Linked DNA regions of Capra hircus: region 2 is linked to region 1. A link is a contact called in public Hi-C data. All regions are on one chromosome and are shown on one strand. Each heading gives the region's core, a stretch centred on a gene start, on an enhancer-like site or on the middle of the called end of the contact. The rest is flanking DNA. Distances are from core to core; before and after follow the strand shown. Region 1 overlaps PXDC1 (PX domain-containing protein 1). Region 2 has its middle 22 kb from the start of PRPF4B.

The links. A called contact is a pair of places that touch in the nucleus more often than the background predicts.
Region 2: a Hi-C map of liver shows a contact between it and region 1, with 7 times the contacts expected there. The contact joins two enhancer-like sites. A contact is called at or near these places in 3 of 5 Hi-C or Micro-C datasets (blood and liver).

What each region holds. Positions count from the first base shown.
Region 1 is chr23:15,437,054-15,443,817 of ARS1.2, reverse strand. It overlaps PXDC1 (PX domain-containing protein 1), which reads left to right. Exons shown (of 5, transcript XM_013974193.2): 2 at 1,270-1,361; 3 at 1,839-1,956; 4 at 5,523-5,634; 5 at 5,798-6,627. The coding sequence ends at 5,915. Among named protein-coding and RNA genes, the nearest start is that of PXDC1, 14 kb to the left of the region's middle. Within about 2 kb of position 3,242, at least 3 of the 5 cell types and tissues checked have an H3K27ac peak or open chromatin away from gene starts, as enhancers often do.
Region 2 is chr23:15,533,190-15,539,953 of ARS1.2, reverse strand. No RefSeq gene overlaps it. Among named protein-coding and RNA genes, the nearest start is that of PRPF4B, 22 kb to the left of the region's middle. Within about 2 kb of position 3,278, at least 3 of the 5 cell types and tissues checked have an H3K27ac peak or open chromatin away from gene starts, as enhancers often do.

The sequences.
Region 1 (6,764 bases), core at 1,993-4,492:
CTGGGCCCACGTGGCCGAGAGCGCTTGTCAGGACCAGACAGGCCACTGCGGAGCAGTGAGTTGGTGATGGACAGGGAGGCCTGGCATGCTGCGGGTCCGCAGGTGAAGGGGCACTGGTCTGTCTCCAGGAAGTTCAGGGACCAGCTCCTGACCTTGGCTGCACATCCTCGACTCCGGCTGATGCGAGGGGCCTCTGGATTTCAGTCAGGCAGCTTAGGAAGTTAATTTTATCTCAATGTGGATTTAGTGAGTTGCCTGCAAAATGAACCACCATTCTCCTATCTGACAAAACCGGGACTTCTGAAAACAGATTCAGTGACTGAAAGTAGTTCTGGGATGCCAGCCTCTGTGGTTTGGGTCCCGGGTCACGTGAAATGTCCTGGGAATCCGTGTTGCTCCTGGGAAGCTGATGTGAAGGGCCGGTCCTGGGAAGGTCGGCGCTCTGCACGGCTCACGGGGAAACGGAAACACACCCCAGCTCTCTGTGCTGTTCAGTTCAGCTGCTCGGTCGTGTCCGACTCTTTGTGACCCCATGGACCGCAGCATGCCAGGCCTCCCTGTCCATCACCAACTCCTGGAGCTTGCTCAAACTCATGTCCATCGAGTCAGTGATGCCATCCAGCCATCTCGTCCTCTGTCGTCCCATTCTCCTCCCGCCTGTTAGCTCTCGTATTTTAAAGACAAAACACTGCGCTTTCTAGTAGCCAGTCAGGATGTCTGGTAGCTGGAATGAGGGGTAAAACACAGGTTCCTGGAAGGTGCCATGAGTCACGCCCATGCTGGTTTTCTCTGAGTAAAGATCTGGTTTTTCCCTTCTAACCCCACATCTAAATGACTTCTCTAGTACAGGCTCCATTTCCAAGGGCCCTGTGGTCGCCTTGGCTGTGTCACCGGGGGCAGGGAGGGGCAGCTTCCCTGGCCGCAGCCACCACAGACACTGGCGGGGCCAGGGTCTGGCCCTGCCCGCTGTGCAGGGTGTGGATGGAGCTGGCCTGCCTGTCCCACTCGGAGAGGCCTTCGGGGCCTCTGTGGATTTCAGCCGGCCCCTCTTCAGCACATGCCTTCATCTTTGGGTCGCTGAGACCCGGACTGGGGCTGAGGACCAGGCTCCCAGGGCAGGACTGGGCCCACGCGAGGCTGAGTGCCCTTCTGTGGAGGGCGACCCCAGGGTGGCGTCCCCGCTGCGGGCGGCCTGTTGGCCTGTGTTTCATTTGGGAGCCCATGTCCTGGTCTGCTCCTCTGATGGAGGCCTTTCTGCTTCGACCCCAGGACTGATCGCCATCAAGGAGGCCCATGACATTGAGACCAGGCTCAACGAGGTGGAGAAGCTTCTCAAGGCCATCATCAGCATGCCGCGCAAGGTGGGGGTGCGGGCAGGAGGGCAGGGCGCTGGGTGGGTGACATCGAGACCAGGCTTAACGAGGTGGGGAAGCTTCTCAAGGCCGTCATCAGCACGCCGCGCAAGGTGGGGGTGCGGGCGGGGGGCGGGGCAGGGCACTGGGTGGGCCAGTGGGTGGCAGGCGCCCTCCTGGAGGCTTCGGGGGCGGGGCGGGGCCAGGAGCCAAGGAGAGGGCGCCTCCCTGGGCTCTGGGAGCTCCAGTGTTTTCTCCCCCCGGGAAGAAGCGGAAGCAGGGGCTCACAGTTTACTGGAAAGTGAGGGGGACGTGTGTGAAACGCTGGCACAGACCTGGCCTGCGTTGCTCCCACGGTCTCCATCCTGCCTTCCCTGGGCCCCGAGCCCCCCAAGCTCGCCGAGCCGCTGATCGGGGCGGGGGACGTGGCCCAGGCCATCCCGCCAGCAGGGGAACGCATGTAGGAAGGAACATGCTTCTCCCCAGTACTCCAGGTCAGAAGTCGTGCTCACCTTCTTCGAGAGATCGCCCCTGGATCAGGTGTTAAAGAGTGACAACGTGCATAAGATCCAGCCCAGCTTTCAGAGTCCGGTGAAGATCTCAGGTGAGAGCGCGGGGGAGGGCGGGGCGGTGTGAGCGCAGCGCGGCCGAGGGGCCCGGACACCTTCCCAGCCCCTGTCCACGTGCTGGGCACGCCTGCCCCCCTCGGGGCCCGAAGAAGGACAGGAGCGGAGGGGAGGGGCTGCTTCCAGACCTTGTGAAACGGTGCGCGTCTCCCTGCTGGCCTGCTGCTTGCCCGCTGCCTGCTTCCAAAGGTGTCTAAGTCGGAACTTACTTTTAAAAAAGAAATGGTCTGTGAGGAAAGCATTAGTGAGGCGTCTTGAAGCGAATGGCTGGAATCCATCACCAAGCGCAAAAATACGAGTTCAGCTTGCGCGGCATTGCCTTTGCTCTGGGCTTTAGGGCAGGTGGGACAGAAAGGGACACCCGGTGTGTAGCTCCTCAGTGTGGGCCTTGGGCCGCGCCTTCTGGCAAAAGTCAGCAGCGGGAGGAGATGGCCAGCTGTCCTGCAGGTCTCAGGGGAGCGAGGGGGAGCCGGGGCTCAGCCCACTGGCAGCTTCCTCTAATCCAGGCTTCGCACGTCACTGCGGTGCTAGACTCTCTCCTCGGTGCTGCAGGCGAGGCTCTGAGGAGCGTTTTGTAGGGAGAGGTCTGTCCCGGGAGCCCAGGAACTTGTCTGGGCCCGGGCGAGGTCCTGTGGGACCACGCCCCGGGGGTCGGGGAGGGTGCTCCCACTGGAGGTAAGATGTACCTTCGTCATTCACTGAATGGAGAACTGAACGTATCCAGATGAGAGGAGGGTCAGTTCAGGAGTCCTTTCCATAACACGGTTCCTTACGGCAGCGCCGCCAGCCCCTGAGGTCCTGGCCGCCGAGAGCCGCCCCGCTCCCAGTGTCGGTCTGTGTTGGGGGTGTGCACAGACTCGGGGATCCCTAGGCCGGGCCTCCCCCCAGGACACGTGGTCAGTACCCACGTGGGCCACCCCGGATCTGACTTCCTGGCTCATTGATTTGTTGATTTCCTGTGGTCCTAGGCAGGTCAGGATGTGGCCCGGCTGGGTCTCCCGTCACTGCGGAGCCCTGCTCGGAACAGGCCTTCAGCCTCCTCCCCGCCGGGCCTGTCTCCTCTCTCCCGCAAGCCCGCCCATGCACGTCCACTCCGGTCCTGCTAAATTCCCCTCGCTCCTGAAAGGGCCCTGGCCCGCGCTCACCACCTTTCCTCCCAGACTTCTCTGACGTTGCCTCTCGGGAGGGGCCGCCGCCTGGGGGGCAGCCCTGCCTCGCCTCACTCAGGCCTCCAGGCTGACCGGCTGGGGGCCAGGCCTCCACTAGGTGGCGCCAGGCGCTCGTGGCTTAAGGACCAGCCGCCTCCCGGGGCCTTGGTTGTGGCAAGAGCTCTGGCCTCTTTGGCGAGGCTTTGAGTCGATGGAAACGGAAACATTCTTCACACCATGTTAATCTAAAAGCTTGTTACCAACTCTGAGAAAGCTGTGCAGCTTAAAAGGAAGCATACACCTTTGAACTGATATCAGCCACAAAACCCAGAGTATTCAGGTTTGGGAAGGCTGGAAATATAATTTAACTTTTTATTACTACTAAGTCACTTCAGTCGTGTCCGACTCTGTGCGACCCCACAGACAGCAGCCCACCAGACTCCTCCGTCCTTGGGATTTTCCAGGCAAGAGTACTGGAGTGGGGTGCCATTGCCTTCTCCGAACTTTTTATTAGCCAGGCATTTGTACAGTCTCAGCCTTAATTTTCACCAGCGTTTGTTAGAGTCTTTATAAAAACTATCTCATTTAACGTCCCCCCCAAAAGTGCCCCTTAGGATAGACACTGTTATTCCCATTTTACAGGCTTCTGCTGCTGCTGCTAAGTCGCTTCAGTCGTGTCCGACTCTGTGCGACCCCATAGACGGCAGCCCACCAGACTCCTCCGTCCATGGGATTTTCCAGGCAAGAGTACTGGAGTGGGTTGCCGTTGCCTTCTCCTATTTCACAGGCTAAAAAACAGCAAAGAGTAACCTCCTTCACAGGCTTAAGTGGTAGACCTGGAGTTCCCTGGAGGCCCAGCTGGCTTCTCTTCGCCGACATTAAGGAATGGTGTGCAACAAACGTGTTCCGGGCTCTGGCTCCATTTTCTAGATTCCGTGTTCCAGAACTGCGAATCTCACGGTTAATAAAGGCGAGGAGATTCCTATGTGAGGTGGCTACTCGCAGCACTCATGTTTGTTTTCACTTGTAGGGTCCTTTCCCCCCCAGTTCCCCTGGAGAGGGGTGGGCGAGAGGATTTGGAGTTGTCAGCTGGCTGTGCTGAGGTCGCTGAGGTTTTACATGCTTCCTGGGGCAGATTTGAGTCAGTTAATAAAAGCAGAAAAGAAGGTGGTCCTGCGGGCTCCCCGGTGGTCCAGTGGTTAAGATCCACACTCCCAAGGCAGGGGGGCTGGGGTCAATCTAGTCAGGAAACTAAGATTCCACGTGCTGCACAATGCGGCCCCAACAATTGTTTTTTAATTTAAAAGAAAGAGTGGCTCTGTGCTGTCCCACGTTTTGCGCTGTGAGGTTGGGGGTCTTGCTCCCGCTGTCAGGGCCCGTCCCCTGTGGGTCTCTCTACCCACTCAGGCACTTGTCAGCCTCCTCTTTGCACCCGGTGGTGCCCTTGACCTTGGCGGTTACAGTCACGACTTCTTGCTGGTTTTCGGCTCCTTCTTCTGACTCACGAGCTTTCTCAGGCGGTGGGGTCTGGGGGCGCTCCACCGGGAGAGGAGGTCGAGGACAAGCCGCTTGTTGGTGCCGCTCACGGGGGGCAGGTCCAACGGCCCACCTGGAAGGGCCACTGAGATGTGCGCTGTCCCTTCTCCAGAAAGTTGGAGGAAGTTTCAGCCATTACTTGGCAAATCTGTCTGATGAACAGTCATTTGGTCCTGGGAGCGGGAGAAGGAAGCCTAGTTTCCTGCCTTCTTTTTTGTGTGGTTTCCCTAAGTGTCTTCCTACGGAGAGAAGCTGAGAAAACTGAGATGCGAGTACCTAAAATACCTGTAAAGATTACAAGCAGACACGAAATTACAGTCTCACTTGTTTAAAACGAGCAAATCTGTCCATGGGGATAAAATAATCTAAATGATGGTTATGGTATAAGAAATAAAAGGAAACGGTGCCCCAGACAACCAGGGCATCAGACGCCCGCCGAGATGGCAGCACGGGGCGTCCTGTGGCCTGACCGGGGCAGAGAATGCTGCTGTGAGCTGTCCACGTGCGTCAGGGCCTGCGTGGAAGACGGTGGTGCCTTGGGAAAGCAGGAATCTGGAGTGTTTTTAAGCACGTTTTTAAAGTGAGGTAGGTGGAAGGCCTGAGCGTGGGGCTTACTGACCAGGGTTAGCAGTTGGGGGCCAGCCAGCGTTCAGGCAGCTGCCGCCCTGGTAATGCCCCCCAACCCCAGCCCCCGGTGCCTGTTCTTGGGGTTTGTGGTCTGCTGAGGGAAGGGCTGGGCACGCAGTCCAGGAAGCGTCAGCCGGAGGAGGAGGACGAGAGGAGACGTGTGAGCCCCAAACGTCAGAACTTCAAACCCGGACCCCCTTGTGAATTACCTCCCCCATTGCTCTCGTTTTCAGAAATCATGAGGTCCAATGGATTCTGTTTAGCAAATACGGAAACGATCGTTATTGACCACAGTATTCCGAACGGCAAAGACCAGCTCGGGGCTGTGGACCCCACGGAGCACCTGTAAGTGGGCTGATTGTCGCTGGCAGGGCCCAGCTGGGTTCGCGGGTTCTGCCCTGTCTGTGCTCACGGGCCGGAAGCCTGCACTCCGCGGGCAGCCCTTCCCCGCCTGGGGTGCTCGGGGGTCAGGCGCCCGCCCAGCCTCACGGCCTGCCTCCTCGCGCAGGTTTGAGGGCGGGGGTGAACTCCCTGCCGAGCTGGGGGACGGGGACGACCCGGCGGCCTACGTCACCAACCTGTCCTACTACCACCTGGTGCCCTTCGAGACGGACATTCTGGACTGAGGCCCCCCGGGCGCTGCCCCCAGCCCACCCAGGACTTGCTCCCTCGAGCCTGGACGGACCACAAGTGCCTGCGAGACGGCCCGGGCCAGGACTGGACACCCGGCCAGCCTCCCCCAGGCGCCTTCCCTGGACCAGCGCACAGGACATTTCAAGTGAGACTGTGCTGGGTCCCCGGGTTCTGGACGACACGGGGGGTGTTCTCTCACCCAGGTTTCCCAGGACCAGAATGTGCGGCTTCCAGTCCTGCCTCCTACCTTCTTCCCAGAAGCTATGGGCTTCCTGTCAGCCCAGGGGTGTTGGCGGAACGTTGGTCGTGAGTGGGGTATCGGCTGCGGGCACGGGGGACCCGCTGACCGGTGCCCACATGGGGGACACAGAGAGGATGGAGCCCACCCGGCCTCCTGCGAGGGGTGAGGACGCTGGGGCCCCGGGCGGCCGGGGGCCATTCCCCTGCCTGTCACCAAGCTTGCAGTGATGCAGCCACCACGTCAGCCTGAGAAGACGGGAGCCGGGAGGTCACCAAGTGTCCCTGGCGGGTGCCCGGCTGCCCTCGGGGAGGGTCTGGGTTCTGCGTGTTCATCTCCTCACAGAGTCTACTAATGACCAGAATTTGCTTGTGTAAATAATAGTAAATTATTGAGAATCTTAATTCTTTTACACAGTCTGTTTTTAAATCTATTTTCATGAAATAAAACACATTGCTCTCCTCTAATCTCTCTATCACGTGGCTCTTTTCCCTGCCCCGGGGCCAGGGGACCCCACACACTGCCCGGCCAGCCGCCCCAGCGCTCGCTGTCCTTTAGGAAGTGTGTTCTCACCCCGGGGAGTGATCTGTGCAAAGAAGAAGTG
Region 2 (6,764 bases), core at 2,029-4,528, 96 kb before region 1:
TAATGGCTGTGTGGTTTAAGGCCAGTTTCTTTCACCTCTTTGGGATTTAGTGCAGTCATTTGTTAAATGAGGGTGTTTTTCCTCCCCTGAATTATAGGCTAACGTCAGAAACTCCGTAAAGAGGTACCATCAACCTTATTTAACAGGGCAGAGTGGGGAGAGGGTCACAAATATTACGAAGGAGTCAGTCAGCCCTGCCAAAGCCCACTTCATGTAATAACCACTAAGGATTAACCTGGGGCTTCCCTGGCGGCTCAGTGATAAAGAATCTGCCTGCCAAGGCCAGAGACTAAGGAGACGGAGTGGACGGGGGTTCAATCCCTGGGTTGGGAAGATCCCCTGGAGGAGGAAATGGCAACCCAGTCCAGTCCTCTTGCCTGGAGAATCCCATGGACAGAGGCGCCTGGGGGGGTACAGTTCATGGGGTCGCACAGAGTCGGACAGGACTGAGCGCGCGCCCAGACGTTGCACTGGGCACTGATTCTACCCGCTTTACTTCCATCTGACTTTGGGGAAAGGGAGACGAGCACACAGACACCGAGCCTGCTGCACTTTCCATGTTAACGTCTCTCTCCTATCTGTTTGGAATAGCCTGATCAGTGTCAGTAGGTTACGTTTGCTCAGAGGAAAGTCTTATCCATTAAAAGTCACTAGAGAATGTTCTTTAGTTTGAGATGATAAGTGCTCCTCGGAGACCTCTTTACTACCCTAGTTTATACAGATGTTCTCTGTAGAGAGCCTCGCTCTCTGCCAGAGCTCTCCCCCTCACTTAACTCGAAATGTCCAAAACCGAACTCATCATCTTTGCTTCCAGAAGGCAGCCCCCCCTCCCCGAGACCCCTGTTTCCAGGGGTCCCTCCCTCTGCTGGGTGCCAGGCTCAGGGAGCTTTGCACCTTGTAGCTTTCTACGTTCACCAGTTGCTTTTGTCTTCCAAATTTAATCCTGGACTTTTCCAGTCCTGTCCATTTTTATGGTTACTACCCTATCTATCTCTTCATCCTTTTACGCATGTATTTATTCTTTTTAAAAAACTGTATTTATTTTTGGCTGTGCTGGGTCTCCGTGGCTGTGCATGGGCTATCTCTAGTCGCAGGAATTGAGGACAACTCTTCCTCGTGGAGCCGGGCTTCTCATTGCAGTGGCTTTTCTTGTTGCAGAGACGGGCTCTAGAGCCCTTGGGCTTCAGTAGTATTTGTGGTGCACAGGCCTAGTGGACCAGGGAGTGAACCCGTGTCCCCTGCATTGGCAGGCAGATTCTTAACCCCTGGACCACCAGGGAAGTCCTATCTATTTACTTTTAATCTGTATGTGACTTTAAAATGGGTTTCTTCTGGACAACATTCAGTTTGATCCACCTTGATAATCTGCGTTTTTACGGTGCGTTTAGACCATTGATGTGGGCCTGTGATTTTGAGGAAGTCTTGGCAAGTCTCAATAGCAAACAGACCTGCTTGGACATATTAATTTTAACGGTAGGTGAGACAAGGCAAGTAAATGCCAAGGATATAACAAGCATTCGATAAACATTAGGCATCATCCTCAGGATTATCGTTTCTACTCGTTGGCTCCAAAATTCACCCCTTGTGCGTCTTCTTGCTGGTTTAGTGGGTCTGAGACCGTGCTGTTTGTTAGCCCGTCTATTTTCACTCATAGATCGTCACTTCCAACATTCTGTTTCAAGTCACATCGAAGGAAGTGTTCATTTTACTGACTGTCACAGGGCATCTTTCCACATAAAATGAACCGATTTATAGTCATTGCTCACAGCTGTTTCTTTCTTTCTTTTTTTTTGAAGGAAAGTCCATTTTCCTTAGTTGATTGCAAAGAACAGTGATTAATTCAGCTCACCAGCCTGCTGCAGCAAAAAGCTCAACAGGGCCTCATTGTGCGAAGCCCACTGGTCCCTTAAGCATACATTTCTGAGTTTGCCAGGATTTCCTGTGCCCGGCCTGGAGTTCCAGAGGTCACTTAATCCACCCTCCTCCTGTCTCCTTCTCTATTTTTAAAGACCTCTCAGTGAAAATAGAGCCTGTTTTTCCCTGGCACTGGGCCATGGGGAGAGGGGAATTTGGCAGCATCTGTGTTTCAGGATTCTGTGGACAGGAGAGTGGGCACCTTCCTCCCCAGGTCACTCGCCAGCACCTGGGAGGGCAGTCTGACGCTGCAGTCGCTGGAGATGTTTAAGGGGCAAAGGCAGGCCTGGCTCCTCCCTGCCTGCGTCCAGAGAGGGAGGAGGTTTGCGGTGATGAAACCCAGAGCAGGCCCCAGGGCAGCGGGCAAACACGCTGTGCTCCTCCTGCCGCGGCTCCTCTGCGAGGGACACCCCTTGCTGGACCCAGGCGAGGGCAGACCCAGGGGCGTGCGGAGGAGGGCGGGGAGAGAGCTGCCCGGGAGGCGCGGGCCTTCCCCACAGCTGACGGTGAGGCGGGCGCCAGCTGGTGGGGCCGAGCCTCGGTGGTTGGCCGACCCGGAGGCACCTTCTCTCTAGCGGCTGCGGCCCAGCTCGGTGGACAAGACCTTGCGGACGTGGTTGGCGGCTGCCCGGACTCTCCTCTTCGCTCTGCAGCGTGACCTTGGACCGAAGCGTCTGTGCTTGTCTGCAGAGCAGTCACCGCGCCGCCGGCCGTGCACTTGGGCCCTGGGCAGGCCCCGCCGTGACAGCTCCTGCCCTCCAGCACCTGCAGTCCAGCCGGGGAGGAAAAGTGGGCCCAGGTGACCGGTCCTGGCCTCCGGGCCGGACAGGCCGCAGGAAACAACGTCCTTCCGGTCCTTCACTGCCTCGCTCCTTCTCCTGACCCGAGCTGTGCTTACTCTTTTTGTCACGCTCTTACGTGTGTCTTAAAGCTCATATATCTGCATGTTTTCCTTTTTTTATAGGTTAACTAAGATCTCACTTCTTCCTCTCCCCAGTTCTCTGGCCCATCCTTCAGCAGTTCTGAATCCCTACTGCGTCCGTTTCTGCTAGCTAGTTCTTATTCACGAACCACGTGCTCGGGGCGGTGAAGTGCACCGCAGCCATTTTATTCTCTTCATCGCGAGGACAAGTTACACCGGCCGGGTTTCCTAGCTCGGTAATATATTTTGGTCTTAGAGTTTCTCCGGAACTCTCCCATATATATTTTTTCATATATTTAAAAGTCCTGGACTTCTCTGAAGGAGGCATTCTTTGGACCTCTAATTTGCAGACGTGGAAGCAATGGCTCAGGAGACTCTGCAGTGAGTCTGTGGCGGGGCCAGGCTGGGAGCCAGGGCCTCTGACTCTGCGTTCCCTGCTCACGTGTCATCAACACACTGGGAAGGAAGGAGGAGCCTGCTGTCCTGTGGAAACATGTAAAACTCATGTGGGCTAAACGGAGATATTCCAAACAGCTGTCACCTCTGCAAAAGTGATCGAGATGTTGGCTTTTAAGCTGCCAGTCGCCCGAGGTGGTGGGAGGATGCGATCTGAGCCAGGCAGCTGGACTTTAGGAAGTCGAGTCTGTATCTGCCTGACACCAGGACACAGCAGAAGGTCGGGTTTCCAGGACAGTTGGCAAGAATGTCTCTGTTTCTCTGTGTTTCCCAGAGAAGCACACTGCTGCAAAGGCAGAAATCGTTGGTTTTTCTCCAGCTGCTTAGCTATTAAGAAGCAAGAAGCGCTGTTTTCCTTCAGGGCGCTCCTCAGAGAAAACAGTGGGGCCCTTCCAGGACACAGATAAGAACGCTGGGCAAGTGTACTTGCCTGATGTCATGGGCTCTCTTCCGCTGGTCCATCTGGGGCATCGCTGCCCGGAGAGGCCACAGGCTCCAAACCAGAGACGGCCTCGCAGGCGTGGAGGCCGTGGTTCGAGCCAGGAGCATGTGACAGGCTGAGCGGGGCCAGAGGGGATGCCCTCTGGCCACGTGCGGAGCAAGGCGTCCCTTCCCTGTGACTGTTCCATGTGACGTGTGCTAGGAATCAGCAATCTCACACAGCTCGCCTTCGCTTTATAACAATACTGAAAAGACAAAGTCTGATGTGTCTGGAAGCAGTTTTCGAAGCCTGCAGGATGTGGCAGGTGTCAGAGACTGGCTGCCGGGTTATTATTTACAGGACTGTTCACTGGATAAGTAGCCCATGAGGCTCAGGCCCAGGCCCGATGCTGCACATAGAACCCCCTCCCGTGGTTGGAATTGAAACTAGAATCATTGGCTTGATGGGCTTTCTCTTTCCCTGGAAACAGGAAATAGAGTCTCAGCTTTCTCCCCAAGCCTCAGGCCACAGGGCTGGTGCAGGAAACACCAGAAAACAAAGATACATGCGTGAACCTGAGGACTGCAGACACATCTCTGCTTTCAGCCTCGCGGGGTCCCTGGGTCCCCATGCCTTCCCCTCGGCTGGTCCCAGCATAACTCTCCACATCTCGGGGTCGCTTCCCGTCTGCACACAGGCCACATTGTGAGTGGGAGAAAGAGTTCACAGGAGTGGATGTAGATTTCCGTGGGGCCAGATGGGCGCTGTGTTTGCAACACGCCTGTACCATCACAAACCAGCCCAGAGAGGCGGGGACCTAGGTGGGTCGGATCGATCCTGCAGCCATGCTGTCAGCTTGCAAAGCTTCAGCCCGCTCCCCTGACAGCCTGGAATGTCTGCCCTGCGCCTGCAGGGAGCACAGGGTCCCAGGTGAGGTCACAGCACAGCTGCATCACCCACTTCCTTAGGGTGGTCGGCACCCTGAAACGCTTTCCTGAGCCATGTGTCTAGGGCAGGACCCCGCTGACTGCTGAACCTGCCAGCCAGAGGTTCGTGGCACAGGGAAGGGTGGATGCCCCTCGGGCACCCACAGCAGCTGCACCCTCACCAACCCTTGCCTAGGGGAGCCCGGAGGCAAGGGGGAAAGCTACCAGTTGTCTCTGGAAATGGCCAGCCTGGCTTCAGACTTCCTTTAGAGTGCTTGCTAAAATAGCATCTTAGACGTGTGTTAAGGACACTGCCATCCCAGCTGCGGTTTACAGGGGCATGAATACTGCTTTAAAAAGAAGCCCAGTTGGGAATCCGAATCGTCATTCTCTCCAGAGACCTGGTTGCCAGCGCCTCCAACTGGTCCCGTTATTTCAGGCACCTCACTGTTTTCCTTCCTGGTTTCCTCACTGCCTTCCTCCCTTTATGAGTTTGTTCCCCTGTGGGAGGAATAGCCAAAAACCTCAGTTGTTTTCAGAATACTTAAAATAATCTGTTTTATGTTGGGACATAGCCGATTGTAACAATGTGGTTAGCATCAGGTGTACAGCAGCGACTCAGTTCTGCAATTATATGTACATATCCAGAATACTTATAACGTTTTCATTTATTTATTTTTATTGTAGGATAATTGTTTTACAATATGGTGATGGTTCTGCATACATTAAGATGAGTCAGCCGTAGGCTGTGTCCCCTCCTTCCTGAACCCCCTCCCACCGCCCTCCCCACCCCACCCCTCCAGCCTGTCACCGGGCACCAGCTTTGGGTTCCCTGCGTCGTACATCAGACCCTCACTGGCCGTCTGTTTCATGGTCGGGTATACGTTGCAATGCTGCTCTCTCAAACCACCCCACCCTCTCCTCCCACTGTGCCCCAAACCACCCCACCCTCTCCTCCCACTGTGCCCCAAACCACCCCACCCTCTCCTCCCACTGTGCCCAAAAGTCTGTTCTTTATGTCTGTATCTCCTTTGCAGCCCTGCACGTAGGATCGTTGGTACTATCTTTCCAGATACCAAGCTGCTGCTACTGCTGCTAAATCACTTCAGTCGTGTCCGACTCTGTGCGACCCCATAGATGGCAGCCCACCAGGCTCCCCCGTCCCTGGGACTCTCCAGGCAAGAACACTGGAGTGGGTTTCCATTTCCTTCTCCAATGCATGAAAGTGAAAAGTGAAAGTGAAGTCGCTCAGTAGTGTCTGAGTCTTCGAGACCCCATGGACTGTAGGCTACCAGGCTCCTCCGTCCACAGGATTTTCCAGGCAAGAGTACTGGAGTGGGGTGCCATCACCTTCTCCGCTAGATACCATAAATATGCATTCATATATGATAATTGTCTTTCTCTTTCTGACTTCAGTCTGTATATAATAGACTCTAGGTTCATCCACATCATTAGAGCTGACTTAAATTTGTTGCTTTTTATAGCCGAGTAATATTCCTTTGTGTATGTGTACCAGAACTCCCTTATCCTTTCATCTGCTGATATACACAGAATACTTTTGATTTACTTTTTCAAAGAGTAAACCTTTTAGTTGAGCAAAATTTTGGCAGAGAAGTGCACATGCTCTGAGGATGCAGCTCCGAGACGGGCCACGAAATGAACGCATTTATGTAGCAAGGCGCCCAGGTACGGAAATGACATCCGCAGTGCCCTGGAATCCCCGCAGGAGCCCCTTCCATCCCTGTCCGCCCACAGGGGCTATCTGCTGGACTCCATTGCTGGGAGTCGACTTTGCTTATTGTGAACTTTTCTTAAGCGGACTCATGCCACAGTGTGTCTCTGAGACACACCCATGCTGTTGAGTGTAGAATTGCTCAAGAGTCCTTGAACTTGTGGTTTGCTCTGAAAGAACACTTAAGGAATAGCAAGTAGAAGAAAGTGACTTAGGACACAGATGGGAGACTTCAGAGACCTTGGCCTTCTGCGTGTCTGAGCTGGAGGTGGAAGATGAGTTAAGACCCCCCGGCCCCCAGCCCCCTGTTCCACTCTGAGGTGTTGCTCCCAGCTTCCTCTCTCTCCACCCCTGATTGACAATCAGAATGAGGTCAGTTTGTGTGCTGCTTGT